6 separate regions of the Sus scrofa genome follow, and regions 2, 3, 4, 5 and 6 are each linked to region 1. Evidence: chromatin contacts called from public HiChIP or PLAC-seq and promoter capture Hi-C data. All regions are on one chromosome and are shown on one strand. Each heading gives the region's core, a stretch centred on a gene start, on an enhancer-like site or on the middle of the called end of the contact. The rest is flanking DNA. Distances are from core to core; before and after follow the strand shown. Region 1 holds the start of CEP57 (centrosomal protein of 57 kDa). Region 2 holds the start of CWC15 (spliceosome-associated protein CWC15 homolog). Region 3 holds the start of ENDOD1 (endonuclease domain-containing 1 protein). Region 4 holds the start of CCDC82 (coiled-coil domain-containing protein 82). Region 5 holds the start of MAML2 (mastermind-like protein 2). Region 6 holds the start of SESN3 (sestrin-3).

Region 1 (5,018 bases), core at 1,142-3,641:
TACTAGATTCTTCCCCTGGAAGGTAGCTGGTGACACTACAGACCTTTCCTCAGGTCCATGTCAGCACTAATGTTCTGCTTTTTTTTTTTTTTTAACAGCTTAATAGCAACTGTTTATATTTGCATTTTTCATTAGCAAGGCTGTATATTTTCCATGCAATAATTTATTTTTTATTTCCTATTGTATAAAGTCTAGGTGTAAAAATGCCTGTTAATTTTTTGTCAATATTCTCCTACAATGTCTAAAAGGTTCACGATTTAAAATTCAAGAAACTAAACCATTTTATTAAAAAAATTTAATAAAATATGGGACTGCAACCCCCACATACTCCTCAGAGACAATATTTTGTCTTTAACAATCAAAAACTGTTCAGTATACAAACCTCTCTTGTTGAAATTCTGATCTGCAGTAAGTACATTTTACAATAGGATGCGCAATCCGACATTCCTGTAATAAGACAATATATTAGTCAGTCTCTATCTGAAAAGTCCCAAATTTCACTTTTCTGGTGGAAAATTTTTACCCATTCTAGTCAAATGCCTAAAACATCAATACAATCTGTCCCCCAACGTAGACAATTAAGTGATTTACCAAATAAGTGGTCAATTACAGCATAATTCCTTAGGGAAGGCATAGATGTCTTTGTCTTTATTAGATGTGAGGGGTACGCGCTACAGATAAATTAAGAAAGCTGTCAAAGCCGATCCCAAGGATTGGTTAAATGTGAAACTACTTATTATTGTGCACCGTTGCTCACAGACAGCATCCCGGCTTTAATGGGATGGGAGGAGCTCCAAATCTTAGAGCATTCTGTTCCCAAGCCAGACGCTTCGCTTTCCTGGACAGGGAAGAAGGATGCCATCAGCTTTGCGGCTTCAGGTTCCTAGCAAGAAAGTGCAAACACCGTCCCCTGCCTCCCGTTGGAAGAACAGGACAAACCAGGAAGAAAACCGAGATGAAAACATCTCCACCCCGGGGTCTCTGCGGCATAGACAGGTGGCTGCCTCACTCAGCCCCACCCCTAAGACCCCTCAACATTGCTGGCGCACGGCACCCTCTGGGCCTCCTGGAAGAGGGTAGGATTCTGTCCTCTCGGGGGCTTTCCCAGCTGATGCCCAGGTTCTAGGATAACCGGGTCTCTGGGTGAGGAGGCGAGGGCTCCAAATCCCAGGCGCCGGCGAAAAGAGAGGGGCTGCAATGCAACGGGCACCCAGATCGCTCGGGCTACCGCCGAGGAAACCCCGCCCGCCCGCCGCCCAGCGCCCACGGACCTTGCAGAGCTGCTGGCCCTGGGAGAGCTCCTCGAAGGGATAGCGCTGGGTGCACTTGGTGCAGGCGTACAGGGCCGAGGCCGCCATCCTGCTCCTCAGTCTCCTCCTCCACCGCCGCCCGCTCCGAGGCGGAGCCCTACGGGAAACTCGGGCGCCGCAGCCACCGCTGCCGCCACTGCCGCTTGGGCTGCGGGCTCCTCCTCCTCCCCCTCCCCCTGCCTCGCGCCCACCAGGCCCTCGCCGCGAGAGCCCAAGGCCCTGCGGCCGCCGCCGTCTCCCTCCGCCTCCACTTCCGCCCCAGCCCACCCAGTGACGCCGTCCCGGCCGCTCCCGCTTAGGCCCGAGAGCGGCGGAGGAAGACGAAGAGGATAGTTCGCTGCGGTTTAGCAGCGCGGCAGCGGATCCGCTTCCTCCTAGGCTTCCCTTTCTCACCCCTGATTGGCTGGGAAGGCTACAGCGTCACCAGGCCGCTCCGCCCAAGGCCTAACCCCCGCTACGCTGGGAGCTCCCACAAAGGGAGGAAGTCGCTGGCCAATAATAGCGCGACGCTTTCAGCGCGCGAAATCCACTTTAAACTTGCCCCGCCCAAAGGTCCCGGTGGCGACTATTTCTAGCAGCCAGTCCCAGGTTTGGTTGGGAGTTTCCCAATCCAATTGGGCAGTTGTTTGCTAAGGTTTACTCTCTGCCCCTATTCTTTTTTTTTCCTTGACTTCCATTGGACCAAATTTTTAAGCCCCTCCCAATTCTATTTTTAATTGGCCGAAAGGTGAGTACTTCACCTGGAGAGGCGTCCCCGAGTGAAACTCACGCTCTCTCTGGCCTTTAATCCAAGGGAAGACATGGAGTGTTTGAATTTCGCGTTCGCTTTTATTTCAGTCATTGTATTCGGTTGCCAATGAAACAACACAACCCCTCGCCCATCTATTTCCCTCGAGAAAGTCCGTTCCTATGCAAAACCCCGTCAGAAGGGCCTGGGAACCCTCGGCGCTACGCGCCCGCGCAGCCCTTGCGACGCGCTACCTTGTGACGTCACCGAGGGAAGGGGCGGATTCTCCTACCACCTGAAGACGTTCGCCTTTTTGATTGGCTGACCAGGGCGTCCGTTAGGACGTGTTGCCCTTTCCGTGTGCACTCCAGAGCGCGGGCGTCCAAGTGGGGGTGTGTGGCAGGGGTTTCCGGGCCGGGCACCAGCACCCCAGCCCCTTCCATCAGGGGTTTGGCTTAGGGTCGTCCCTGGCGGGCGGCTCTCGAAGCTTGAAGAACAGCGCGCGCACCCGGGCCGCTCCGGGACTGCAGAGGTCCGCTAGGCAGGCACGAAGATGGCGGCAGCGTCGGTCTCTGAGACTTCGGCTTCTCAATTCTCGGTAAGAAGCGGTGGACGTTCGAATAGGTCCCGTCTCGGTCTTGGCGCCCCTTTGCTCTTCCTCACCCTTCAGAGCGATGTCGGCTCAGCATCTTACCCGTTCTGGGGAACGGCGCGGGGCGCCTACATCTCCCCGGGCTACCTCGGCGCCCACCGCTTTTCTGCCTGGGCTGCACCGTTCATTGAAAGCGGCCGGCCGGCCGGCCGGCGGGTCTCTCCCCCCTGCCCCTTTCTGCTTACCGCCCAGGTGGCCGTTCATTGCTGGGACCCGCAGGGATGGTTACCCAACGCACCCCGTGCTGCGAAAGCTGGGCTCCTGGGTCACGTGGGTGTAACGGCCAGGCTTGAAAGCGCTCCGAGACCAGGTAGGCGCTCTAGTTGCCTTAATTGGCAGCTGTTGAATAATCCAGTCTCCAGTGCTTCTGCTGATTGCTTTGCCAGCAGTACTCCCTCCCTTTTGTTCTTCCTTCTGCATTCATCCCACCGCCTCCTTATTCCGATGACCTCTGTGTAAAGGTCGTTTTAGAGAGGCGACCGGAGGAGCTGATCTTAAATATTGTTTTGGCCTCCGCAAGAGCCACAAGCCTGTTACTAGTATTTTGTTGAATTGGGCTGGTACCCGCCGCTCTGGGAATAGATGGGAAGTGAATGTGAATGTGAAGAAGCTCAAGTTAGAGCCATTATCTCTTCATGCAGCAAATGCTGAGTGTCTGGCGTACTTTTAAAAGGCTCTAGGATTGCACAGATGAATACAGCAGAATCCCTCTGAAGGAGCAAACACTGAAGGAATCTACACGTAGTTAGATTAATACACAGTATTGTTTCATAAGTGCCACCATGCTGGAAAAACCGAGCCAAGGGTGATGAGCACTGCTTGGGGAGAGAAGAGAGAGAGCTAGTTGGGTGGTGAAGGATTCGCAAATGCTTGTCCCAGGAACAGAAAAGGAAGGAGAACAAAGCACCACAGGCATTTTGGAATATGTGCCAAGACAATAGGTGCTTCCAGAAACCTTGAAAAAAATTTGGAATGAGCAGAGAGGTAGTGTGGGTGTAGAGTCCCTTAGGAAGAATTGTAAAAATAGATTAAAATAAGAGAGGGATGGTGAGGGGAGAAGGCAGGAGAATATCACGGTAAGGTAGTAAGGTAATGTCGTAAACGTTAACAGGGAAAGGTTACTAAGAGCAGAGTCACCTGGGTGAAAAGACACTTTTTCCTGTTTCAGCTTTTGGTGATATGTGATAATGAGGCCAGAGTGATCCTCAGGGTTTCAGCACAAGGAGGGTAGCTAATTAAGAGATCAGGGAAGATTAAGAAGAAGGAATGAATGAAGCAATTGGAGTTATTCAGGAATTAGGTCAGTAAATGAGAAGATGAAAGAGGAACTGTTAAGACTATTAAGTGTCAGTAGATAGATGGGATATGAGCTGTGATTATTACTTCAGTTTAATTGGGAGAAAAGATAAGTAAAGATAATTGGCATGGGGGTCTTTTCATTGCTCTCAAAACAGCACTTGGAAACTAAGCAAGGAAAATTCCTATGAATGTTGAATTGAGCTGAATTCTGCCAAGGCCATCTAGCTGAGTGGTTACTGGGATGTGGTTAACCATTAGTCTTTAAGGTAGCCTGGACAGAAATTTTATGGAATGTTTACTAGGAAAGCATATATATATACATAGTATATATATATATATATAGTGTGTGTGTATATATATATAATATGCTAAGCTCAGCTGTAAGTGGATTCTAAATATGGAGAAATTTGCTCTGAATATCTAGGATCCTTTACAAATCAAAGTATAATGACTTGACCTGCTGCATCAAATGTCTAATTTGGAGGTCACTATGTCTCAAAACAAAAATGACTAAATTTAGTTTATCAGAGTATAAGAAATGGCCCTGCTAAGACACTATTGTCCTGTCAGAAATAAGGCTGGCATTTCCAATAGAGGTTAAAAAGCACTTTAACTTAATAAACAGTTGATAATAAAATCAACAGAAGAAAGACCTTTATAAAAACTACAACATGAACTCAGAAGACGACTCATAATGAGATTTCAGGGTTGTGGACATTAACAATTTGTGTATTTAACATCAATAAACCCAGCATAGAGCAAGTTTAGTAAATGAAGATGCTTTTAGTAGGTAAGGATTTTTTTTTCTTCTTTTCAGGGCCCCACGTGCAGCATATGGATGTTCCCGGGCCACAATAAAGCAGGATCCGAGTCACCTCTGCAACCTATACCACAGCTCAGCTGAAAGCAACGCACTTAACCCACTGAGCAAGGCCAGGGATCGAACCCTCATCCTCATGGATACTAGTCCGGATACTAGCCACAATGGAAACTCCTAGCAGGTAAGGATTTTTAACAGGTAGATTCACAA
Region 2 (5,018 bases), core at 1,821-4,320, 770 kb before region 1:
ATTTCTTATGATATTTTAGGGGCCTGTGGGCACAAAGAGCTTAAGTCTTAGGCATGAAAGTAAGGATTATAACCACAGTGCCTGGCAAATAAGCCCTTGGCAAATATGTGTTGAATAAATTAATAGAAGTATTGATTTTAATATGGGAACTGTAGCCTTGCTCAGGAAATTCAGAAAATAGTTTGCATTTGCTAGAAATAAAAATGGGAGAATTTTTCTTTTCTTTTCCTTTTTTAGGGCCATGCCTCTGGCATATGCAAGTTCCAGGGCCAGCGATCGAATTGGAACTACAGCTGCTGGCCTACACCACAGCCACAGCAATGGGAATCTGAGCCACACAGGGGATCTGAGCCACATCTGCGACCTACACAGGATCCTTAACCTACTCAGCAAGGCTAGGGATGAACCAGCATCCTCATGACACTGGGTTTTGAACCAGCCGAGCCACAATAGTTAACTCCATGGAGAATTTCATAGACAGAAACAATGGGGCCTCAAAAAGTCTGGCTGTGAAAATACCTTAATCCGAACTGAAACAATGGTTGCTAAATATTCCCAGATCACCTAGTTCTTTCCATATAGAAACATAAAAAGATGGAACTGGAATCAAATTCATTACCATCTCTAATCTAATCTAATCTAATCCAATCTAATCTATCCTAACCTAATCTGATCCAGTCTTTTAAGAAACTTAAAGTTCACACCAATATTTAAAAGCAAGCAAACAAAAACAGTAATCCATTCTAATTACCACGTGAAAGAAAAATTACTGTCAACACAATGTCATGAGAGACGTGTCCAGGGTGTAGGGTAGTCTAGGGGTCTAGGGAGTGTTGGTACCTCGGGTCGGCCTATCTCTATTTTTTTCTCTTGCAGCAGCTCTCTCTCTCTCTTCCAACTCTCTCCTGAAGTCGCGGTTCCGAACCTCTTCGGGGGCATCCTGAGTGGTCTGTCTAAAGCAGAAACAAACCAGGGCAAAAATACTTCTTAAAAACACACGGCTGTAGTCATAGAAGACAGCTTGTGAAAAGCAACTTTGTCCTGAGTTCCTGAAACATAAAGTCCCATTAGGGAAACTGGACAAGATCACTATCCTAATCTGAGGGTTACTAAGAGGCTCCTGTGATGTCTCTGATATTTCAAGAACCTCAAGCTAAATCACATACTTTCCCATAATAAGGGTGCAGGTTGATTAAAATGTCCTTACTTTTTGTAACTATGTCAACTCAGGGCTCTGTTACAATAATACTCTTAATCTCATATTGATTAGTGCTGATAGTGCACGTCCCTCTGAGATAATGTATCAGCTATTGCTCCATCTACTTATGGAAATTCCCAGTTAATTGCAATTTCTGCTTAAGGAATATCTTGTAGCATTTTACAATCATAGCGCATGATTTTAGTGTTATAAACACTAATGCATTCTACTCCTATGAAAATAGATTACTAAGTGATAATAACGTAAACACTATTATCTTATGACCATACCATTTAACAGATTTGGTCTTCCTTTGTGAAACAAAAAAAAAAATAAAAGGCTTCATTACCTATATTTTATCTTCGTATGAGAGGGTAGGTCTCTACTTGAATATTGCTTGGAGAGTTGGCTCAAATCACCTTCTCCTTTTCCTCTCCCACCTCTTGCAGGTTCAAAAGTTGGCCTAGCTGCCGTCGTCATTTTTTATGCTTTGAAGAAAAAGTGCCAAGTTACTTTCAACATAACAAACTATCATTTTATAAAGTATTAATCAATATCCATCCTTGGGAAAAAATTTCCCTAACTTATTCCCCAAAACTTATTTAAAATGATCTCAAAAGTTCTCATGAAAACAAACAGTGAAGCTCAGGGTGTAGCGGGAATATGCAGATATTTAGTACAAAAAGTTCTGTCATGAAGATCTGAGACTGTGTTCCTGTTCTCCTTCTGGCTCTGTGGCCTTGGACAAGCCAACTAGCTTAAGTTTCCGTCATCTGTAAAATGGGGACTATTCCTCATGGGATTATCATGAAATTAAGAGACTTGACATGTCAAAGCCCTTGCAAAAATACAGTACTGCCGTGTCTCAGTTTTTAAAAAAATCTCAACTCAACCTTACTCCACCAGACTCCTTAAGGTTCCCATTTTATCTAAACCTCACACTGCAGAAAAGAGGCTAGCAGCTACAAAAACAGAGAAGATATCTAAAAAAACAAATCATTGACAGATACTGAAGGTCCTGAAGAAGTGTGCTCAACTTCGACGACAGTTACATTGGCAAAGCTCCCCAACAATCTTTTGTTGTTTCAATTTTATCCTACAGCAGCCAATATAATATAAATCATAACTTTTGCAAGTTACAATTTAAGGGATGCTCAAAACACAGGAACCCACCCCCACGGGACTCTGGTAACTACAAATCAGGGACTCCTTCCTTATGTTACTTCTGCTTTTAAGCAACTAAAAAACACTGCACAGCCGATGTGGCTACTAAAACCTCCCTCAAGCGTCGGAAAAGCAAGTGTCTGGGGCAGCTGGCATACTTCTCTAGATTTTCAAAAAAGGGAGAGGAATATATCCAGTGGGGGTGAAACTGGGTTCCGGGCCGCTGGGGGCGCCGCCGCCTCCCACACACCATCGTTATTTACACTCTGGGTTCTGGGGAGTTCACCTTCGGGTTGTCATCGGAAAGCCCGGCGATTCTTCACCCGTGCCAGATTTGGCGAGGGGCTGGGGGCGCCCAGACCCGCTTAACGCAGCCTGTAGAGCTACCTTCACGCTACGCTCTCCGCGGCCGGCCCGGGACTGGCCGTCCCCAGTCCAACAGGCGCTGGGCTCCGCAACCCGCTGCCGCTCCGGAAAACTCCTCTGCCTGCAGTCGGTTCTCCGCGTCCGCCCCCAACTGTCCTCCCCCCCCCCCCCCCCAGTCTGCTTTCCCCCAGCAGCTCACGTTGGCCGAGGTCCGAACGCACCAGCCTCCGGAGATCATTCAGAAACCACTTAGATTCTCGGCTCCCAGAAACCCCTGCGCCCAGGGCCAAAGCCCAAGACCCGGAAGCAAACCCTAACCTCTTCAGGGGCGGAGGCAGGGACCAATCGGCAGAGGCCAAGGGAGAAGTCGGCGTGACGACAGCAAGAGGCGGGGCTTAAACAGCCCAGGGGGCGGGCGTTTGAAATCGGTGCTTTGAGTAGACCCTAAACATCATTTTATACCTTCGAGAACCAATTACTTAATGTCTCTCCCGTCTTTTCCTTTCCCGACCCCCTCCCAGACGCCTTCATTCCGGTACTGCGTGGACGGAAAGCCCCGGGTAGCCGACACCACGTCCCCGGCTACCGAGAGAGAAGGAGAGAGAGCGTAGAAAAGGATTATACCAAACGGTTTAAATCCAACGGCTCCTGCTTGCTTAATCTTTGAGCTAGACCCAGCAAGCCTAGAGAGTTGGGCTACGGAAAGACTAGTATTTTCTTTTAATTGGATATGAAGAAAGAACAAATATGTACGGGGGCAACCACGATCTTTATAAAGGTACCATTCCTGCAAAAAATGTTAGTCTTCAAAGCAAAGGTTGTATTCGTATTGACTGTTAAAATTGTAATTTTTTTTAAAGCCTAAGTTCTAGCGGGAGGGGAGATGTCACTATTAGAGATTCATTCATTAACCGACATTGAACGTTTAGAACGGTGGGCCCAACTGCCAGGAGCCCTAGATGCAATTATAAGATGGCTACTCATGCGTTAGGTGAAGTTTTAATAAGGCAACGAACAGGAAAGGGAAAAAAATCACCAATTGTCCTTCTTACACCTCCAAAAGCACTGTGGGAGCAGGGATCTTGTTTGGTCAGTTTAACGTGGTTATCGTGATATCTAATCACATAGTCTTTGGCTCAATAGATACTTAAACAAATGAAAATCCAACTCCCTTAGCTTAGTTTCAAATGTAAAGAGCTCATTAAAATTGAACATAAAAAAGCTTTTTCCCCCCCTCAGAATTCTTTCTTTGAACTCTAAAATGAACAAAACAAAAGGGTAGAAAAACTCCCTTCCCTGTAAATTTCAAGATGCAAGTCTTGATTTTTCTAGGAAGGTATTACTCCCCCAGTCTTAGACATCTCAGTAAAGGACACTACCTACCATCATACTAGTTACTTGAACCCAAATCCCAGGGTTTCCTCTTAGATTCCTTTTCCTTCACTTGTCTCATCCAACTTATTTGCAAGTCTTACCAATTCTACTTTCAAAATATACCCTAAATTTCATTCCCACTGCTACTACCCTAGTCCAAGCCACCATCATTTTCCGCCTGGAGTGTAACTGTCTCCTTTGTCTTATAGTCAGTTTTGCATCTAGCAGTGAGAGTGATCTTTTAAAATAGTGAGTCAGGTAGTGTCACTCTCTTGCATAAAAATCTGCATTAAAAACCAATTTTTTTCCTTCTTTTTTTTGGCCGGCTCTTACTGCAAGTGGAAGTTCCTGGGCCAGGGATTGAATTCCCACCACAGCAGTGACCTGCTACAGTGACTACACCAGATCCTTAATCTGCTGCTCCAAGTTTCAAATGTCTGTCTTTCTTTCTTTTCTTTCTTTCTTTCTTTCTTTCTTTCTTTCTTTCTTTCTTTCTTTCTTTCTTTCTTTCTTTCTTTCTCTCTCTCTCTCTTTCTTTCTTTCTTTCTCTCTCTCTCTCTCTCTCTCTCTCTCTCTTTCTTTCTTTCTTTCTTTCTTTTTTACCTTTTGTCTTTTTAGGGCTGCACCCTTGGCATATGGAGGTTCCCAGGCTAGGGGTCCAATCAGAGCTACAGCTGCCGCCGGCCAACGCCAGAGCCCTGTCTTCAACCTACACCACAGCTCATAGCAACGCCGGATCCTTAACCCACTGAGCAAGGCCAGGAACCAAACCCGCAACCTCATGGTTCCTAGTTGGATTTCTTTCCGCTGTGCCACGATGGGAACTCCTCAAATTTCTTAATGTGCCTTGAGGCTTGTTAGGTCTGGCTCCTATCTGTCTCCCTGGCTTCACTTCTAATCGGTCATTCTCTTATAC
Region 3 (5,018 bases), core at 1,412-3,911, 680 kb before region 1:
CAAGAGGACTCCTAGTCTAGATGGCTCTGTGACATTATGCTATATGTGTCTGTTCGTCTTTTTTTTTTTTTTTTTAAATTAAGAAACAAATTCAGGTGTCATTTCAGGGGCCAAACCTAGTCAACATTTTCAGATATCAAAGCCTATAAGGAATTTGTTCTTAAGCTCCAAAATGTGCCTGTTAGGTTTGCCGAAGGAGGAATGCACGAGGCCAAGTCAGTAAAGCGAGAGAGATTGACTAAGGCGTCTGAAATGAAGGATGGGCTGAGCTCAGGATAGCATCAGCACTGACTTTGAGAAGAATTTGGTCCTAAAAAGGGCCATAGTGGGCATTTGTGGTGAGGGTCTATGGTAGGAACTCGTGGCAAGGACAATGAAAGGAAGGTTCCACAATTTGGGGAGGGAGTGGGGGGTCAAGTCCCATGACCAAGTGATTGTGGCAGGAAAATTTTAGGGGAAAGGAAAAATCAGAACAATGAGAGATGATTGGAGTCTGAGTCTCACGACCAGTGAAGTGCAACAACAGGAATTGACGTACAGGGGGCAGTTAATCTTTATAGGTGGTTAATCTTTGCAGGCAGTTGTTTCCTGTAGACTGTTGTCTCTTGCTGTCCAACTCTGATGGCTTCATTCCCAGGGAGTGAGTGTGGCAGCGGGAGGTGGGGGGGGCGCTTCTGCCATTCTCCTGGAAACCTATCAGTGCCCTCCTGATAGTTTGGCTCCTATTTTATAGGCTCATCTTACAGATGCGCTGTGCCTTATGGGAAAGGCCAGGCTTAGGAAACAGAGAGGCCTGTTCAAAACTAGCTCTGGACTCACCGTTTGTGCCATCTTAGTAAAGCAAGCCTCAGAACGCTCTGGTCCAGTTCCCCCTGTAGCACACTGGGGAAATAAGATTAAATAATATGATATCCCAGTGGGTGCTCTGGCTCTGTCTCTACCACCACCCTAGGCCAAGCTACCATCTCTCGTCTGTTAATGTTTTTCTGCATTCATTCTAATCCACGGCAGTCTGCTCATTTCTTCCCAGAAAGCAAAACTGATTGTGTCCCCACCAGTGAAACATCAAAATATCCAACATGATTTGTAATATTTTTTTTTCCAAACTGCAGGACAGGAGCCATTAGTGGGTCATAGAAACTTTGTGGGTTGCCACCAGAATGTTTCTTTAAAGTGGAATAAAATGGGATACAATAGAAATACCAGATTGCAATGTCAATTGTAAGCATAAGTATTACTGCATGAAGCTTGTTTCTCATTGTGGATCCCGTCAAAAACAATAGACAGCTTCCAGCCTATGACAGCCTGAATGATTCTCTGCCTCCTTCTTTAGCCCCTTTTCTCACAATCCCTTCCCCCAGTTCTCTGTTGTACACACACCCACCTTCCTTAAATTCCTCCAACACATCCTGTACCCTCCTGCTGGGAGACCCCTCGGCACAGGTTGCTTTCCTCTTTGCCTAGATCATGTCATCCTCTTGGTCTCAATTCAGATGCCACTTTTGCAGGCCAGCTTTCCCAGACCATGCCCTGAATCCCTGGAGGGGCAGGTTTCACAGCTCCATGTTAGTGTTTCATTATTCCTTTAATAGCCTGCTTCTTTGATTAACTACAAGCTTTCCCACTAGGCTTAGTCTTTAGACCACAGGGACCCTATTCTTGTTTACCATGGTACTCAGCTGCCTAATCCAGGTTGACACAGAGGTAATGAAGTAATGAATCAACAAAGGTACCAACCCAGGGATGTTCGCTTGTCGTGTTTCTTTCTTGGTTTTGGTTATATTTTATTTATTTATGTACGTATGTATGTACGTATGTATGTATGTATGTATGTCTCTTTAGGGCCACACCTGAAGCATATGGAGGTTCCCAGGATAGGGGTTGAATCCAAGCAGTAGCTGCCCGCCTACCACAACCACAGCAACTGCCAGATCTGAGCCGCCTCTGCGACCAAAACCACAGCTCTCTCGCTAGGACGGTTCCTTAACCCACTGAGCCAGGCCAGGGATCGAACCTGGGTACTCATGGATGCTAGTCAGATTCGTTGCCGCTAAGCCACGATGGGAACTCCGGTTTGGGTTTTAATACTAACCTTCGCACCAAGTAAACCACAGATAGGCTGTACTATCTGCCTAGGTTAGGAATTTCCTGTAACAGGATTTCTTGGATCTCCTGGCTTCAGATGTGCTAAAGCTACATCAAAATTGTGTTCTTATGCCGGCGAATGAGCGTTTTGTCGGGGACCGGGAGACTGCTTTTCACCGGATTTCACAGGAGGTCCCCGCCCATCCGCTCCAAAGAGCCACAGTTCTGTGGTCCTCTCAAGCCGCCCCTTAGCATCCCTGAGTGTCCCTGGGGCGCGCTAGCTCAGGAGGCTATTAGGCTCCCTGCCCCGGGGACCGTCCCTTCCCGTTCCCTTTGAGTAAGCCGACTCAGTTCAGACCTTTCAGCCTCGGGAGGACCGCCCGTTTCCGAGCCTGCGAGCGCGGACCAGGGGCGCAAGGCCGGGTGCAGCCCAGGGGATCTGGTCCGCAGCCGGGTGCCGGAGCCCTGGCCTGCGCGGCCATCTTCAGGAAGGAGGGTGCAAAGGAGGCGCGGCCTCCGGGAGCGGACCGCCCCCGCCGCCGGGGCCGCCCAGCCCGGCCCGCCCAGCGCCGCGCCCGGCTTCCGATTTCCCCGCCGCTCGGCTCGGCGGCCTCGCGCGCTCCCGGTCCGGCCGGCAGACGCGCCATGGGCCCCGCGCGCTGGTTGGCGCTGGGCGGCCTCCTCGCCCTGGCCGGGCTGCTGGAGGGCCGGCTCGTGCGCAAGGAGGAAGCCGGCTTCGGCGAATGCAACCGCTTCTTCTACGCCGGGACCCCGCCCGCGGGGCTGGCGGCCGCTGCCCACGTGAAGATCTGTCAGCGATCCGAGGGCGCCGAGCGCTTCGCCACCTTGTACAGCACCGGGGACCGCATCCCCGTGTACTCGGCGTTCCGCGCCGCGCATCCCGCGCCGCTGGGCGCAGAGCAGCGCTGGCTGGTGGAGCCGCAGGTAAGCGAGGCGCTTCCCGAGCCCGGCCGCTGGGCTGGCCTCCCCGGGGCGCTCTGTGGCCACTGCTAGCGGTAGGGTGGGGAAGGGCAGAAGGGCAGCCCCAGCCCTCGGTGCCAGGTCGGGAAACCGGGTTTCCGATCCGCCCCACCGCGCCCCCGAGTTGCAGCCTGCCTCGCCCTGCGTCAAAGCCACAGCCAGAGCTCGGTGCTGTGCGAGACTTCGCTTAAGTTCCAGGGGTCCGAGGTCCCCAGTGGGAAGGGGTTCTCCCTGCACTTCAGTGTGGACACCTGCAGTGTCTCATTCGTTTCCTGAATCGAGAGGAATATGAGACCGAGACTCAGGAAACCATTCGGATCTTCGGAAAGCCTAGGCTGGGAGCTCAGAGACCTTGGTGCAAGTCGCTGCCGCAATTCTGTGGGAGTGGGTGGGTGGCTGGGCATTTTCATGCCCAGTTTACAGAAGAGGAGATCAAGGCTCAGGGCGGGTGAAGAGACTTGCAGAGAGATGGGCAGGTCTTTTGGCTAGAAGTTCACTGCCTTTCCTAGTAGGAAAACGCTGCCCTTCTGCACAGGCCACCTGAGCCTGAAAAACCTTTCCTTCTGCATGGGACATTGAGTAAATTCGATCTGAAGTTGTGTTGAGTTAGGACAATGGAATGAAGGTGCAGATTTTTAGAAATGCAATGGGATAGTTACAAATAGCAGGGAAACATTGACTACCTCCAACTAAGAGGAAAGACAAACCAGTTTTTCCTGACTCTTCCTATCCACATTATCTGACCACTTAGAAACCGGGTCATGCCTCAGCGTTTTTACTTCTGTCTGGTGAGAGTGACCAAATATTCCAAGAGGCCCCCAGAGACCCTACTGAACCTGTCTTAACACCTCTTGTCACATGTCTACCTCCAGAGACAAGCCTCTTCTCTAGAACACCCAGCCAGGCTGGCTTGCCCCCTAGCTGGGGAAGGAGCTGACTACTCAGTTCACCCGTTCTTGATGGCCATGGCTGCCCAGGGCCGCACCATGAATAGGGGACCAGCTTCCAGCTGTTTCATTCAGAGCCCTGGGTTGTAATTTCTGTCATCACATTCAGTTATCCCTAGCTCAAGGACCTTGACCAGAACTCAAGCCATCTGCACCTGTCTTCGTACCATCTCCACATCCTGTTGCGGTCAGGACCTATAAGGTCGGGTGTAAACTGTGCACACTTAAGGCATATATTAATCTAAAGTTAGTTTGTGCCCGACTCTACCCCTTGAGCTCGAGTTAAATCTAGAAGTACCCCAGCTAGTGGGTACCCGCTGTGTGCCAGGCAATTGGGGTGCTGGAGACAGAGTGTCGTTCTGGGACTCAGAGCCCCCCTGGTCTGCTGGGTGGAAAGGGGGCATCACCTCTGATCAGGGCCACACAGCGTGTGGAATCAGGCCTTAGTTCTTCCATGGACTCACTGTAAATGTGGGCAGGTCAACTTAGAGGTCATAATGGGAATTTTGAGGATTAAGTGAGTTCCTCTATATAAAGTGCTCTCAGGCGTGCCTGGCACATAAGTCCTAGCTGTTATTGTGACATGAGCAAAACACCCTCAGGTTAAAAATGTAAAAAAAGTCCTATGAGATTTCATCTGTCTTGGAGGTGACAGGGGTAAGGCTTCAGGTCAGAGTGACATTTGTGCTGTGCCTAGAAGATGAGGCATGGTGCAGGGAGGAGACAAGGAAGAGGACACCCCCAGCAGAGGGGACATGCTGAGTGAGCACTACGGGGCCGACTCAAGGATTAGTGTGTAGGGAGTGGTTGGAGCAGCTCAACCAGTGCAAGGGAGTAGATGATGGGCTACTCAGAAGATCAGAATTGAGAGGAGTCTTGGAAGGGAGGCGGCAATGTGGAGGAGTGGTCCAGCAGGGCTTGGGGGCATCGGGGCTGACCCCTATATGCAGTTATTGAAGGAGCCCGAAGGAGCATGGCTCATTCTGCAGAGGGGAAGTGGACAGA
Region 4 (5,018 bases), core at 786-3,285, 590 kb after region 1:
CCTGCAGCAATGCCAGATCCTTAACCCACTGAGTGAGGACAGGGGTTGAACATGCATCCTCACAGAGACAACATGAGTCCTTAACATGCTGAGCCACAATGGGAACTCCAGTATTGAATATATTAGGGGGCAAATTTTATTTAAACAAATTGTTTCATTTGGCCAACTGCCAAATTTCCAGGGTCTCTCTTTTTTCAACATTGCTGATAATATCAATAATATCAGAATATCAAAAATTCTGTTACTGAAAAAGAAGATAACTTGAATATGTAGCTCCTCTTTTTAAATTGTGGATACTTTTACTAGGTGAGATGGGGAGGTAAGAAGGATAACGGAGGGAAAGGTGAGTGAACTGAACCTGAGGAAATGAGAAGGCAAAGCTAGGTTGATGGGTAAGACACCTTTTGATCATTAGAATTCACTCAGAAAATTATCCATGCAAATGGATGCAATTTTTTATATGCTGAGTATACACTCAATATATTGAAATGAGAGTTTAATCAAGCTTCTTTAATGATAACTTACCTTTAGGCAAAGAGAAAAACAGACACTCCAAACAGAAAGCATTAAATAAGTGAATGAAGATCAATACTATCACACCTTTGTGCTTCGGGGGGTTAAAATCACGTAAACTTTGTCTGCCGAAGGATGTAAAGGTGATAATCCATAGGGCTTGTGTTCTTTCTCTAACACAGTAACTCTACAACTAAAAAGGGTACTTTGGTGCCACCTTAATACACTTTATTCTAGAAGAAATATCAGAAGAACTATCCGTTATTCTATACTTGGAGGTTAATTCATCCCCAAGAAAAGATTAATTCTTGGACTTGCTCTATAAACAATGTAGGTGGTGGTTTACACTTAAAAAATTAAGGGCAGTGGAACCCTCAGCCATTTCTTGAAATTCCACTAGAAGGGATGCATTCTATTTGTAAAACATTTCCCCTCCTTAGTGTTTCCTTTTATATGCCAGTTTGGAGAAGAAACCTTAACAAACCAAGGAAATAGTCACTGAATGGATACTACGTGCCAGCGCACGCTTGGAGCTGTGGCGTTACTAGAAAAAACATCAACAACACGGTCTCTACTCTCAAGGAGCTCACAATCTGATGAAACTACTAGGGACAAGAAAACAAGCCAGCACAACACATGATTTTAAGGCTACATAATATGATTTTTTTAATGTTATCACATTGCCGTGAATAATGTATCATAGTTCTTCCACTGGCTGGAAACCAGGGTAGCACAAGACAGAAATAGGAAAATATGAAGAAACATATAAAGAGAGGAAAGCCAATTACCTCTATTTAGAACCAAGGTTTACTACTCCACAATTTCGCACAGAGAAATATTCAAAATCTGTAATACTGAGGATGGTTCGCTAAATTCAGCAGGGATGAGTGGCCGGGGAAGGAAAAGATCCTCCTGGGAGTTTAACACCAGAGTCTTTTTCACGATTACAAACCTGGTTCCTCGACGGGACACAGACACCTGGCGCAGCACTCCGGCCAGTCCGCCCCTCGCGCTCACGAGGAAGGGGCACTGTAGCTAGGAAACGGGACCCTCAGAGAGAGCTTCGCGATGACGTTCGCGGGACGTCACAAACCCCTAGATCTTAGAGGAGTGAGGCCCCCCGCAGAAAACAAACAAGAATCTGGAAAGGCCAGAAACCCGCGAAATCACCACCCGGGCTCCGCGTATCAGTCCTGCCCACTTCCCCTTCGCGCCAGGAACTGGCACCCCACCCACTGAAGCTCAGCCCGGGCGGCACGCGAATGTAGCGAAGCGCGCAGAGGAGCCGCCCCGCCCATCCTGAGAGAGCCGGCGGGAATTTTCTCTCCCTGCCCGCGGGGAGGCGTGGCTTCCCCTGCCCCTATAATAAACCATTAGCAGCCCAAGCGAGAGCTAGTCCCCGCCCCGAGCTGGCCCCGCGTCGTCCCCGCGCCCTCACCTTTCAATCCTCCTCCGCCTCTGCCTCCGCCCCTGCCTCCGCCCAGGTGTCCTGTTCCGACTAGCGACGCCCCTCCTCCTTCCGGGGACCGGGGGGAAGTCCCGCCTCTGGGAGGGGCTAGAGGCGGGGCCTGGAGGCGGGAGGGGGCGTCTTCCGGGAGCGTGTGCTGGGGGAGGAGCGGTCGCCGCGCGTTAGGCAGGGAGCGGTGCAGGGTCCTGGTTCCTACTGAGGTGGGGAGAGGGGCTTGGCGGGCTGTGTGGGACCGGGGGGACTATGCAGGCCCAGTAAACCCAGCGCGGGGAGGTGGGGCTTGCAGTGGAAGGGGCTGGCGGCTGGGGGAGGAATCAAACGTAGCCGTCCCCCTGGGGAAGGGGGCCAGTCCCGACTCCCTGGCTCTTCCGCTCTCCACCGTAACTTTGGGGTGTGGCAGGGGTTAGTGACGGTCGTTGACCTGGTACCGGGCCTGAAGGAGGCTTGTGGGGCTATAGTCTTTCTTGCGGCCACTGTGGGAATAAAACAAATGTTTGTAATCCGTATTATCCGCGGTGACTTGGGGCCTCTTCTACTGCCCATTTAAAGTTAAAGGCCTGTTCCCTCAAACTTCTCCCCTCTGATCGTCCTCTGCCGTCTGTTTACCAGCCAAGCCCAGAGGGGACGAGGTCTGGGCCACCAGGTTCCTGGTGAGGTTGAAAGAACTAGTGTGTAAGACTGTTTTAAAGTGAGTCTGTGAGAAAAGGCAGGATTTTGTGGATTGCTTCCGTGTAAGTGTGGGCCGAGTACCTGAGTGCCAGAGCTTCACCATGTCAGGGAAGAGGAAGCGTGTGGTGTTGACTATTAAAGATAAGCTTGATATAATAAAGAAACTTGAAGATGGTGGTTCTTCCAAGCAGTTGGCAGTGATTTATGGAATTGGTGAGACAACAGTACGGGATATAAGAAAAAATAAAGAAAAGATTATAACTTATGCAAGCAGTTCTGATTCCACAAGTCTTCTGGCCAAGAGGAAATCTATGAAGCCATCCATGTATGAGGAACTGGACAGAGCAATGCTAGAATGGTTCAACCAGCAAAGAGCAAAAGGGAATCCTGTGTCTGGGCCAATTTGTGCAAAAAGGGCAGAGTTCTTCTTTTATGCTTTGGGAATGGATGGTGATTTTAACCCTTCTGCCGGTTGGTTAACGCGTTTTAAGCAGCGACACAGCATTAGAGAGATTAATATTAGAAATGAAAGATTAAGCGGAGATGAGACTGCTGTGGAAGATTTTTGTAACAACTTTCGAGACTTTATTGAACAAGAGAATTTGCAACCAGAACAAATCTACAATGCAGATGAAACTGGATTGTTTTGGAAATGCCTGCCTTCCAGAACTTCAGTAATCAAAGGTAAATGCACAGTCCCTGGGCACAAGTCAGTTGAAGAAAGAGTCACTGTCATGTGTTGTGCCAATGCAACAGGTTTACACAAACTTAAACTTTGTGTTGTAGGGAAAGCAAAGAAACCTCGCTCTTTCAAGTCAACTGACACTTCAAACCTGCCAGTCTCTTATTTTAGCCAAAAAGGTGCATGGATGGATCTTTCAATTTTCCGACAATGGTTTGATAAGATCTTTGTGCCACAAGTTCGGGAGCACTTAAGATCCAAAGGCTTACAGGAGAAGGCTGTGCTCTTGTTGGATAATTCACCAACACATCCAAATGAAAACGTCCTGAGATCAGATGATGGCCAAATATTTGCAAAATATTTACCACCTAATGTGGCTTCATTGATTCAGCCCTCAGATCAAGGAGTCATAGCTACACTGAAGAGAAACTATCGTGCAGGTCTTCTCCAAAACAACTTGGAAGAAGGCAATGACCTGAAATCATTCTGGAAGAAGCTCACTCTGCTAGATGCACTTTATGAAATAGCAGTGGCGTGGAATTTAGTAAAGCCAGTTACCATTAGCAGAGCATGGAAGAAGATTCTCCCTGCCATAGAGGAGAAAGTAGGCCTGGACTTTGATGAAGAAGATATCTCAGTGGCTGCTGTGGCTACCATTTTACAGCACACCAAAGGATTGGAAAATGTGACTACTGAGAACATTGAAAAATGGCTTGACGTGGACAGTACTGAACCAGGCTATGAAGTCTTAACTGACAGTGAAATCATCAGAAGAGCACAAGGCCAAACAGATGAATCCAGTGAAAATGAGGAGGAGGAAACAGAACTGATTCCAGAGAAACATATTAATCACGCAGCCGCTCTCCAGTGGACTGAAAATTTATTGGATTATCTAGAACAACAAGGTGATATGATTTTGCCAGATAGACTGGTGGTTCGTAAACTTCGAGCCACCATCAGAAATAAACAGAAGATGACAAACTCAAGTCAATAATGGTATAACAACATTACCATTGTTTTGGTAATTGTGTTCGTAACTCTTAACCTCTTTGCAATACGGCTTTTTATTTGTGTTCTGAATCCCCAGACACAGTCCTGTGAAATACAAATACAAAAATGTATCTGAAGTGGTTCGAGAATTATGTGTTTTGCAGCATCTGTCTCTTGTCCCCTTTATTTGTGCAGATAATCAGAAGCTAATTCTCTATAGGTATAAATTCACGTACATATGTATTCACTTTTGTAGATCTACAGTTATCCCTTCCATTACAGTGTCATTCCCTAAAGTTTCAAGCAGAAGTTACAGGTGACAATGAACAGATGGAGCACTTCCTGAAACCTTTTGCTTGATCTGTGAGGGCTGCCATAGTAATCTTTTCTTGTGCTAAGCATCTTAAGTGGTTATCTGTTTTGTACACTGATAGAATGAGAAATATCTATATTGTTAGATTTCAGGATGCTCTGTAATAATTCAAAATGAAGTTCAAAATGAAGAGGAAACTGATCTATGAATTAATAAAATAACTTAGAAATCATACTTTTCTTACAATTGTTTGGGAAGGGGAGATTTTTCTGGAAGTGAAGTAAATATAGGAAGTGATTGCTAAATTAGGAAACTATTGAAAAGCTGATATTTAAGATATTCTGATCTATTTGTAGAAAACGGAGTTGAAAATTTGGGGAACT
Region 5 (5,018 bases), core at 742-3,241, 560 kb after region 1:
TTTCCCGGTCTGAGCTCTCAGCTCTACCCCGCTCGTAGCGTCCTTCACAGCTCAGGTGGTGCTGGCGGCAGACGGCGATCCGAGCCCGAAGGCGCTCCACTATGGCACTGTGCACCCTAGGGGTGACCGAGCCCCCTCCAAGGAGCCCCGCCCCAGGGGCCCCCCCTAACCCTCCTGTGGGGGCCTGCGGGGGCGCTGTGTCCCCCATCTTACTGGACACAATGATTGCTGCCTCTGGGATGGTGAGGGGGAAGGAGGCAATGGCTGGTTATTGCAGGCAAATCTGCTTTTGACAATGTGCGCGCTCAGTGTTCAGGGCCACATGAATAGAGGTCTTCAGAGGTTTGGAGGGGGGACGGGGAGAAGGTATGGGGGAGGGGAGTTAGTAAAAAGAGGGTGAGGAGAAAGAATGGAAACCAATGGCAGAGGCTAAGTGGGAAACAAACCCTGATCAACTTACTCTAATTGCACTTGACAGCTCTGGAGAAGTTGGCCAGAGTTAGTGGGGGCTTTCCCCCCACCAAGCTGACAAGAGCCACTAGGTACTTTGTAAACACAAGATGGGGGGGGCGAGGGTAGAGCAAGAATTCAGGGATGGTCAAGCGAGAGACAGAAACAGACAGCAAAGGGAAATGAGAGAGGTGTTAATAGAGAGCTGGCCCCCCCCTCACCTAGTTGTTTCCGAAGATTCTTTATGGGGTTGTTTCTGCAGAGAAACACATTTCTACCATGATCTATGTAACCCACAGCATTTACTTTTCCTCAGGTTTTTTTTTTTTTTTTTAAAGTGCTGTTTCAGACGCTTTTTGAAGTCAATGCTCAAAACGTACAAAAATCAAGAGAGACTGTCTTTTGGCTTTTAATTTTTCCTCCCTTTCCCTTCGCTCCGGTGTTTTCTCCTCTTGGGGGGGGGGGTACTGTAGGATGTTGTCTTCTCCCCAAAGAGGGAGACGGCTTTTCAATTGTTAATGTCAGTAATTGGACTTTTGGACCATGCTTTTTTCTTCAGCTAATCCAATCACCGGTAAAAATCCTCATTCCCTCTAAGGTTTCCCAGCCTTAAATGAAAGCAGTCTGAAGTCACTAGCCACTGAGAAGAGAATCCTTCAACACATTTTTTTTTCCTTTCCCGCTTACGTTTCTATTCCTCACCCCCGGCTCGATTCTAATACAGTATCAAGAGAGACAAACTCTTCCGAGAGTAATTTACAAACGATGGTCAAACTTACAAACTTCCAGCAAATTGCACCGAGTCATGTCCAGCCACTTTTCTGTCCACTTTTGTACATTCCATCCCCGGCCAGTGGATCTGAGGGTCTGGACTCTCAATAAGCAATGTGGTTCTACCTCTTGGATTGCTCCGCTTTAGAGATGGAAAAGAAAGTAGCTGGTCTTTTCCTTTCTCTTTCCCGTCTGTTGTTCGCCGCTTGGCTGACACTGGCTCCGCTGCCCGGAGTCACGGCGATACACAGGCTTTCATTGTGCTCCGATAGGAGAGGGAGAGAAAGAGAGTGAGACAGAGGGAGAAAGAGAGAGCCAGCGAGCTGCAGAGGGGGGTGGGGGGGCGGAGGGCGGGGGGAGAGCTGGCCCGAGGCTCCCTGGTGGAAGGCGGGTGCCACTGCACGGGCGAGCCAGGCGGCCGGCGCCGGGGAAAGGGGAACGCAGAGGGCCTCCCAGCGGCTGAAGAGGTGAATCCCAAAGCCTGCGCATCTCCGCGGCGCGCGCAGCTCGGCCTCCGACTGGGCTCGGGGGTGGGGGAGGGGGGAAGGCTGGGGAAATTCCCCAGCCTCTACCCGACGACTTCACGAGCTCGAAACGTTGAAGAAATTCCCGCCCAGGGAATGTATTTTCCCATGCAGACCTCCGTTCTCCCCGCCCTTGCCCCCGAGGATGTCATTTTCATTTTTCAATATGTTGTCGATGACACCCCTGAGCACCTTAGCGAGAGTTGGGTGAGCACGGAGGAAACGCTCATTCGTGTCAGGGAGACACAGGGTGTGTGCGCGCGGGTCGGGGAGGGGGGGAGGGTGGGGGAGGGGAGAGGAACTCGCACCCTCAGCTCCTAAAGGGCAGGAGAGTGTCAGTCTACCTGCCCGCCTGTGGTGTGCGTCTCTGATAAGTCAATAGGGGATTACGAGCGAATCAGTAGCAATAAAAATAAAATACTCTACCATGGTGAAATTACCAATACCAGTTCTAGAAGGGGAAAAAAAAAGATTTCCTTGAAAATACAAGTTTGCCTACGACGAACCAAAAATGCAAGATCTGAGGTCTCCACAGCTGTCCGATTTACATCTATAATGAGGAAAATCATTCCGTTAGCAGTAGTTTCAAGAAGTTTAATAACACAAACCAAATCTCAGACACTGAATGTTGTCCCCTCTTCAGACAATCCTACCTTTAAGGTCTCCAAAAGTATACTGAATTCTGTTTGTTGTCAGTTACGGAGAATAAATTAAGATGAGCACACTGTTATTATAATCAGGACCATAAATGTTCTATGTATCCTAACTTGGAAGTCATTTCAATTTGAGGTCTCAAGCAATGGGGCTTTTTTAATCTAAACCAACTCTGCCATTTCAATAACACGGTCCTACTTCAAACTGAGTTGAAGAGAAATGAATGGGCAAAATCAAAGCAAACATTTTAAGACTGGATTTATCTATAGTTTAGTTCTCTTTAGGCTGGCCTACATTGGTCCATTTCATTTTCACAAATCCTGGAATGTTAGTTTGGAACCAGGAACAAGTGCATTCTGATGGCATATAACTTTGCTACTTTTCATTGGAACATATTTTATCTGTCTCTTCCAAGGCTAAGTTCCTCACCACTCAAGAAGAAAGGCAGAAATATATTGTTGTTGGGTATGCAAATTTGAATAGAGAATTCCCTCTATTAAAAAGAATTCCTCATTAAAAAGTGAATGAGTTTCGATCATATTACATTTTTTTAAAGGTGCATCCATTAGACATTACTTTCTTTCTACCACTCCTGACACTTTATATCCAGCAGTAATACTTGACAAAAGAGAAAAAATTAAATCTAAAACTTACCATTCACTGTACAGTCCTGCAATAGCATGGGTTTTGATTAATAACAGAGTCCTTAGTCAAATCTGCAACTCTTATATAAACTTTGATTTCTATGCTAGATAGGGACATACCTTAAGAACTTGGTCAAGCAAGAATTTGATAAATTTTCATTCTATATTCTAATGGTGTAGGACACTCCTCTACAATGTCTTTTATACACATTTAAACTTATGGCCATTTGATTTCAAGCTGACGTCATCATCCACATCCTCATTTCCATTCACATCAGTTACTATTTATTTACACTCAGTTTCAGGCACAGTACTTCCCTGATTTCTCCCTTAATCTACCCAAATCCTGAGGGAGAGGTATTACTAACTCCACCCAGAAATGAAGAAACTGAGGCTCATCAAAATCAAAACTATTTACATTAAACTAACTAGGAAGTAACAGATTAGGACTTGAACTCAAGACTGATTTCAAACCTATGCTCTCTTAACCACTGGGCTTGCTGCCTCAGTATCAAGTGTGAAAAGAGTTACAGGGAAACCAGACTATCCCCAAAATAGCTCAAGGGCTGTAATTACACTTCAATCAACATGCTGGAGTCTAAGTCCTATAATACCTCCAAGAAATGAGTAGTGAATAGAACTACTCATCTGAATATGGGAGCAGACAAGTGAGAAAATAGTCAATTACATCCAGCTGCCAATAAAATAAACATTACTTTTTTCCTTGTCTTTCTCTTTTTTATGGAACTGTTCCCTCTTATAACCCTAATGCTTCTGTATAGCCCTATGAATTTTTTCAAGCATTCCTTTTTATTTGTCTATTTGTCTTCCTCATCATCTCTGCCATCCATGGTTACCTGACACAAAGCATTTAACACTACAGTAATAAATGCTCAGATCTAAAAAGTTTATGACATGTCAGATTTATAAATTACAAACTACTCTTGTTATGTAAAATCAATGCTCTTGATGATGATGATAAAATAATACAGTATATCATAATACCCGCAAAAGTTAATTCCAATTTTTCAACATTTCTATTTTCTTCTACACTATGTGCCTCTGGCCCTGTGATCCATGCAAATTCTCACTTCCTGATAGCCTGTCTCTTTGCCATTCTTTTGGTGTTATCATGTACACAAAAGCCTCTTGTACTCTCCAAACATCCACTGAAGAAGCTTGCTAGGTTGCTGTGACCTCAGACATGAGCAAAACTACCTATTAGCGTTTCCTGATCAACAGTCAGAATGCTGTTCTAACAGGAAAAATGCTTCAAACCAACAAGAGGCCTGACCTAGGAACTCGGTCAGCTGCCATCGCAAGTCCCTAAAATCATTAGAGCCTTAATTTTTATGAATTAACTGCATGTGATTAAAAAGAATAAATTTTTTAAAATTTCCAGTTGGAACTCTCACTCTTCAGCTGTCTCAAGTTTGTCTGTAGTGCACATATGAGAAGAAGGGATACTTCCAGGGTCATCCAAGATACTTTAACGATCATTCTTTCCTTTTCCTTGGCCATCTTTTTACACAAATCATTCATACTCTCTTACCTTTCTACCTATCACTTTTCCTCTAAACTCTGCCCTGCTTCTTTTTGGACACTGTCACTTCCTCTTCAACTCTCAACCATGGCTTCATATAGTTAAGGTTTATTTCCATATGCAAGGGAAATAAGAATAGATATATGTGACTGAAATTTCTATTCCACACTTTTTTGTTGGCTGTCTGTGGCATATGGAAGTTCCCGGGCCAGGGATCAAACCCGCACCACAGCTTCGGCAATGCTGGATCCTTAACCTGCTGTGCCATAAGGAACTTCCTATTCCACACTTTTAAAAAAGGTATATGGAGTTCCCTTCGCGGTTCATCGGTTAACAAACCCTACTAGTATCCATGAGGAAGCAGGTTCGATCCCTGGCCTCCCTCAGTGGGTTAAGGATCCGCCATTTCCATGAGCTGTGGTATAAGACGCA
Region 6 (5,018 bases), core at 1,580-4,079, 530 kb before region 1:
ACTTGCTTATTACTGAACACTTTATTAAGTGAAAAACACAAGAAAAATCCAGAGAATCTCAGTTTGAGAGGTATAGACGAATTTTGCTTAGTTATATACTTTCTATCAAAGAGAAAACCTTCGCTTTATTAGAAACACTCATACATGCTATTTTTAGAATGATGAAGAATTTAAAATGCTAAACACTTGATATCTTTTAAGAGCATTTAAGGCACTCTTAAAAAGCTGCAAATGTTGCCAAGTCATGTCATAACTGGCTCAAACCATGCCATTTCTACCTAAAGTTATTTCATGCTACTGCAAGAATCAATAATATATACCTTGGAGTTACTAAAAACTGGAATACTGCTAGAGGGGTACACAGCAATTATAAAATATGAAATTGGTAAATATCCATTTTTCATCTAACACTTCTTTTAATAATGGCTAGAAATGAGGTAAATAGAAATAGTTTCTAGGTAAAGAAATCGTTTTTAAAAAGCTAAAGAAAGATAAAGATGTCTTCAATGCTAGCAAAGTGTCTTGGGTCTATAACCAAGGCTCTCTCAAAAGAAAAATAGATTTTGAAGCCTTAATACAACCTCCCAACATTCTATTAATCTAACAAATTGCCAGAGCCACTAAAAAAAAAAAAAAAAAAAAAAAAAAAAAAGTCCAAGTCAATACGACTCTTCTTTTCCCTTTTCAGGTAAAAAAAAAAAAAAAAAAAAAAAGTAGCTGTTTTTTAAAACTGGGCTTGAGTTTAATCAAACTTGTCTCAACACTTTTTTTTCATGTTAAAGACATAATTTATCCCTCTGGAAGTTAGAAAATCATCATCACCATCATTTTTTTAAAAGCTCACTTCAGATGGCATCTGGCCCTGAACTGAAAGAGTTAACATTGGACTGGGCTGCTCTGCACTTCTGATCCATTACATTTCTCACAAGCTGCCCTACAATGAGCTGAGCAAGTATCAACTGTAATTTGATCCCAGAGTTTATGGAAAAAAATAACTGCACATACTCAACATGCACATTTAATAAAAATCGGTTTCAAGAAAAACATATCCGATAAACACAATTTAAGGCATATTTAACTGTTTGATTAACTTCAAATCTGCAATCTCTTTGCTTTCTTCATGCTCTCAAATAAAATTGGGGAGGCGGGGGGGAAGCAGCAGCCCTACTGCAGGGAAAAGAGGCTTGAAAAACAACTTTGATTGGCACTTGGCCTGACCCACAGAGGAAGAAAAACAGTTTTTGGACAAAGAGAGCAAATATTTGAGCTTGCTTACTTACATGCTTTCTTTCTTTCTTTTTTTAATATATAAAGAACAATCCCAATTGAACTGTATTTAGAGAAACTGACTAAAAACGGTGCGGTATTCATTCTCGGTCTTTCAGTCTCGATGCATTTGCACAGCTCAGCAATTTTAATTCATTTGTACTGGACAAACAGAAGCACCTCAACTAGTGTTTCCACTTAATGAAATGTAAAATCTGAGTCTGGAGAAGAATAAACTGATTGTAATATTACCCAGTGACGGCTGTTAAATTCTGATTAAAAGCTTTTCTCGTCTAAAGCGACATCTTTTCACACACACCCCCCCCTTAACGGAGCGATTAAGCCAAGGAAGCTAAACAATACTGAAGTAAACTTTCTATCAGCCGCTCTGGGAAGAAATAAGCTGATTGTGCGTCTGATTTTTCTGGAGCAACACCAGGGGGCTGGAGGTGGGGGGTGTAAATGCTAAAAAGGGTTAACTCATGTCCAACCAGTCCTCCTCCCCCAACCCCAGCTTGAGGAACTGTAAGGGCGAATAGCATTTCCCGTGGGTATAAAAGTTCAAGCTGCTTTACCAGCTCCTTTCAGGATCGAACTGTAGCCACTAGACGACCGTCAAAAGAACGTAAAAAGAGGGTGTTAGGGGAGAGCGCGCAAGGAAGGCAGAAGCAACCGAATAAACAAGCAAACAAACAAAAAAAAAACAAACCCGCAAGAGTTAGGCATAGCTAGGAGGGAGTCAGGTTCCTCGGGACCAGACCAGGCAGTTCTTATTTCACACCGATCTCCATCAAAAGTACCCAGAGGAGGATCGAACAGGTCCGTCCCTCCCTCCGCCCGAAGAACAGGCCGGGGGTTGCAGGGTAGGGAGGTGAACGGAGGAAAAAAGCACAGGCACCCCCACCCCCCAATCCCAACCCCAGGGGACTAGTGTCTATCCCGACGAAGATCAAAAGCAGCAGCAGGCTAAACCCTCCACTCCCAACCCATGCTCCCTTTTGGGGTCGCGGAGTAGGGAAGGTGCCCCGGGATCCCTTTGAGCCTCGCTCCAAGAGTGCGCCCCGGGGCCGTGCAGCCCAAGCCGCGGCCGGCAGGAAGCGCCCCTCTCCGGCCGGACCCCAGGCCGAGCCCGTACCTTCCGCAGCACTTTCCGGCAGTTGGTACAGAGCAGGTAGTTGGCGGCGGCCGACGGGCTGCTGCTGCCCCGGTTCATCTTGGCTGCAAGCACCGAGGGCGGACGGCGGGCCGGGGCTGGGCTGTCACTGCGGCCGCCCGCGCCGTTCCAGGGCCGGACAGTTCCCTTGCCACCGGCCGCGTTTCAACCTCAGCCTCCTCCGGGCGGGATGTCGGGATGGGAGGCGACGGCCCGAGAGCGAGTGGCTGTCCGAAGCGATCACAGTGGCGGATGCCTAAGCGACGGCGGAGACGGCGGCGGCTGCTCCTCACCGGCCCGTTGTTCCACCCGCCCTCATCCTCCAGACCCCCGCCCCCGCCAGGCTAGGACGAGCAGCCGCCACCGTTGCCGCTGCCGCCGCCGCCGCCACCGCCGCCGCAGCGCTTCAGTGCGGCCCCGCCCCCGCCTCACCACCACCTTCACCACCTCCACGCTCCGGTACCGCCCCCTCCCGCCAATCGGACAGCTCCGGCCACGCCCCCCGGGCGCCAGCCCCCAGCCAATAAGAAACTAGAGCACGGCTGGGAGCTGCTCCGGCCAATCACGTAGGGCGAGGACGCCTCGAATCTCCGGGCAAGTTAAGTTTGTCTCCGAGGCTCTGAACTGAAGGGAGATGGCGGGTTAGTTAGGTAGTGGGGTGGGAGGGAATACAGTTTGTGAGGCTTCTCCAATAGGAGGAAGAGGGTGTGCCATATGCAAATAATCACTGGAAGACCAGCCCCTTTCCTAAGGCAAACCACAGCCCCTGCAGAAATGGTGAGGGAATGAGATGAAGAGCTGGGAGCTAAAGCTCGCTAGTGGTTCTAAGATAGAGCTAAATATTTCCTGATTTCTTGAGAAAGAGGCTGGGGGTGGGGGGAGCTAAAACGTTCATACCGTCAGGGCTGTGGTTAGGCTTTCTCTCGGCCAAAATCTTAGCTTAGCTGTAAGGAAGACTGCAGTCACGTAGCACTTTGCATCCAAGGATCTCAAAGAACTTTATGCATCATTTATCGTGATCCTTGTTTTGCAAAAGACCAGTTACCTGAGGCTTCGGCAGCGGGTGGGGGATAAATGTTTAAGTATATTTACGCCATTAATCGAGTTAGAGGAGGGGAAAGACACAAAACCAGTGAATTAACGGTTTCCTTCTACATCTAAAGACCTTTCCCGCAGTCTCGCAGCAACAGAATTCCTGTATTTGTCCAGCACGAAAAGGCCAAAGAGACAGGTTTGTCTTCACCTGATAGATAGTCCTTCAGGGGCAGCTGGTTAGACAAACGCAGAGCACAGAACCCTGCCTGGGAACGAAGGTTCAGAGAACAAATTGCCATTTAAAACTGTTGGGCTGGACCGGCCTCTCCCAAAGCTAAAAATGGATTCAGGATTTTGGCGTTCACGCTCAAGGGAGAGAAGGCAGATGCAATTGGGGAAAGCTCAGGCTGGCAGGGTGTGGGGGACAGGCGAGTAGGGAGCTAGGTCTCCCGAGGGGGTAGCGACTCGCATGCCGATCGAAAGCGGGTTCCCTAAGCCAGACACCCCGAAACCTGCTCCCCAGTGAGAACAAAGGCAGGCGCCGAGAGAGAACCTGATTGGTGCCCGGTCCTCACCGGTGTCCTCCCGTCCCCGGAGATAACTTGCTTTGCGCACTGGCGCGGAGCTCCGTGCTCACTGGAGCCCCAGCTCCCCACCCGGCCTTGGCTGGGACCACAGAGGACTGTGCGTTCTGACATCACCTGTTTTCGTTCTTTAGAACTCGATCAGTATTCTCGGCTTCTCCTTTTTTAAAGGTCTCCAGTGTGCGAGGATTTGTGAAGGCCTGCAGTTGGCAGAAGGAATCTGTGAAGATGATTTAAAAGAATGGCTTCTTTTCTTCCTCTCCTTTTCAATTTAAAAAAACGACCCCGGTTTTCTTAGGGATTCAGTGTGGTGTTGTGATGCAAAATCAGAAAGGTACACTTGGAGGAGCTAGCAAGTTTAGCATATCAAAGCTATTAGAGCAAATTGTGTGGTTAAAACTGCCAATCTCCTCATTTTTTCGACAGCTGCCTCCTCTCTGTTCCTTTTAGAGACCAACAGGCATAAACCTAGTCTACACAAGGAACAAAGGAAATGGAAATCTGCCAGTGTCAGGTTTAAACAGATTAAAATAGCCTGGAAAACCCCCAAAGGGTCTAAGTTATGTGGTTGGGTAAATGTGTTGATGCATTTAACTAGTGATAGCTAAAGTTCTCTTGGTGCTGGGTGGCTTTATAGAGCCCAGAATAGCAATGGTGTGGGGAAGGTGCATAATATTCAGTTCGAAGAAACTAAACGCAAGAACATTCAGCAGAGGGAGAAATGACTACCTACCCTTCAAGGCAGAGAACCAAGAAATCCAGGGAGAAAGTTAGAGAGGCACAGTTGTCCTAAGAACTGAAACACATATGTGTCCCCATTTACTGGTACATTTCTTGGGTTATATTCCTGGCTTGGAAAGCAGATTTGATGAGAATACATTTTGAAGGAAAGGAGAAGTCGAAGGATGCGGTAAATTTTTGTGCAGAGATGGAATATTCTCCAACAGTAGTTGAACTTCAAGTTGTTTTCTATCCTATAG

The links. Promoter capture Hi-C pulls out the DNA fragments that hold promoters and counts their contacts. HiChIP or PLAC-seq counts read pairs in DNA pulled down with a chosen protein or histone mark.
Region 2: a contact with region 1 is called in a promoter capture Hi-C map of liver, with 8 times the contacts expected there. The contact joins the promoter of CWC15 here to the promoter of CEP57 in region 1. A contact is called at or near these places in 2 of 5 promoter capture datasets (fetal liver and liver), 3 of 47 Hi-C or Micro-C datasets (heart right ventricle, liver and skeletal muscle) and 2 of 2 datasets of contacts at active chromatin or transcription factors (alveolar macrophages and skeletal muscle).
Region 3: a promoter capture Hi-C map of fetal liver shows a contact between it and region 1, with 5 times the contacts expected there. The contact joins the promoter of ENDOD1 here to the promoter of CEP57 in region 1. A contact is called at or near these places in 1 of 5 promoter capture datasets (fetal liver), 3 of 47 Hi-C or Micro-C datasets (heart right ventricle and skeletal muscle) and 2 of 2 datasets of contacts at active chromatin or transcription factors (alveolar macrophages and skeletal muscle).
Region 4: a contact with region 1 is called in an H3K27ac HiChIP or PLAC-seq map of alveolar macrophages. The contact joins the promoter of CCDC82 here to the promoter of CEP57 in region 1. A contact is called at or near these places in 3 of 5 promoter capture datasets (fetal liver, fetal skeletal muscle and liver), 7 of 47 Hi-C or Micro-C datasets (embryonic fibroblasts, fibroblasts, heart right ventricle and 4 more) and 2 of 2 datasets of contacts at active chromatin or transcription factors (alveolar macrophages and skeletal muscle).
Region 5: a contact with region 1 is called in a promoter capture Hi-C map of fetal skeletal muscle, with 3 times the contacts expected there. The contact joins the promoter of MAML2 here to the promoter of CEP57 in region 1. A contact is called at or near these places in 3 of 5 promoter capture datasets (fetal liver, fetal skeletal muscle and liver) and 2 of 2 datasets of contacts at active chromatin or transcription factors (alveolar macrophages and skeletal muscle).
Region 6: a contact with region 1 is called in an H3K27ac HiChIP or PLAC-seq map of alveolar macrophages. The contact joins the promoter of SESN3 here to the promoter of CEP57 in region 1. A contact is called at or near these places in 1 of 5 promoter capture datasets (liver), 3 of 47 Hi-C or Micro-C datasets (heart right ventricle, liver and skeletal muscle) and 2 of 2 datasets of contacts at active chromatin or transcription factors (alveolar macrophages and skeletal muscle).

The regions. Positions count from the first base shown.
Region 1 is chr9:27,810,553-27,815,570 of Sscrofa11.1, forward strand. CEP57 (centrosomal protein of 57 kDa) reads left to right here and starts at 2,392. Exons shown (of 12, transcript XM_021062690.1): 1 at 2,392-2,635; 2 at 4,806-4,989. FAM76B (protein FAM76B) reads right to left here and starts at 2,866. Exons shown (of 11, transcript XR_001298742.2): 1 at 1,272-2,866; 2 at 383-447.
Region 2 is chr9:27,044,210-27,049,227 of Sscrofa11.1, forward strand. CWC15 (spliceosome-associated protein CWC15 homolog) reads right to left here and starts at 3,071. Exons shown (of 7, transcript XM_005667244.3): 1 at 2,928-3,071; 2 at 1,548-1,686; 3 at 841-953. The coding sequence starts at 1,678. It also overlaps LOC100513807.
Region 3 is chr9:27,131,378-27,136,395 of Sscrofa11.1, forward strand. ENDOD1 (endonuclease domain-containing 1 protein) reads left to right here and starts at 2,662. Exons shown (of 2, transcript XM_005667250.3): 1 at 2,662-3,030. The coding sequence starts at 2,731.
Region 4 is chr9:28,405,315-28,410,332 of Sscrofa11.1, forward strand. CCDC82 (coiled-coil domain-containing protein 82) reads right to left here and starts at 2,036. Exons shown (of 9, transcript XM_021062697.1): 1 at 1,952-2,036.
Region 5 is chr9:28,370,991-28,376,008 of Sscrofa11.1, forward strand. MAML2 (mastermind-like protein 2) reads right to left here and starts at 1,992. Exons shown (of 4, transcript XM_021102335.1): 1 at 1-1,992. The coding sequence starts at 208.
Region 6 is chr9:27,276,376-27,281,393 of Sscrofa11.1, forward strand. SESN3 (sestrin-3) reads right to left here and starts at 2,830. Exons shown (of 10, transcript XM_003129758.5): 1 at 2,402-2,830. The coding sequence starts at 2,479.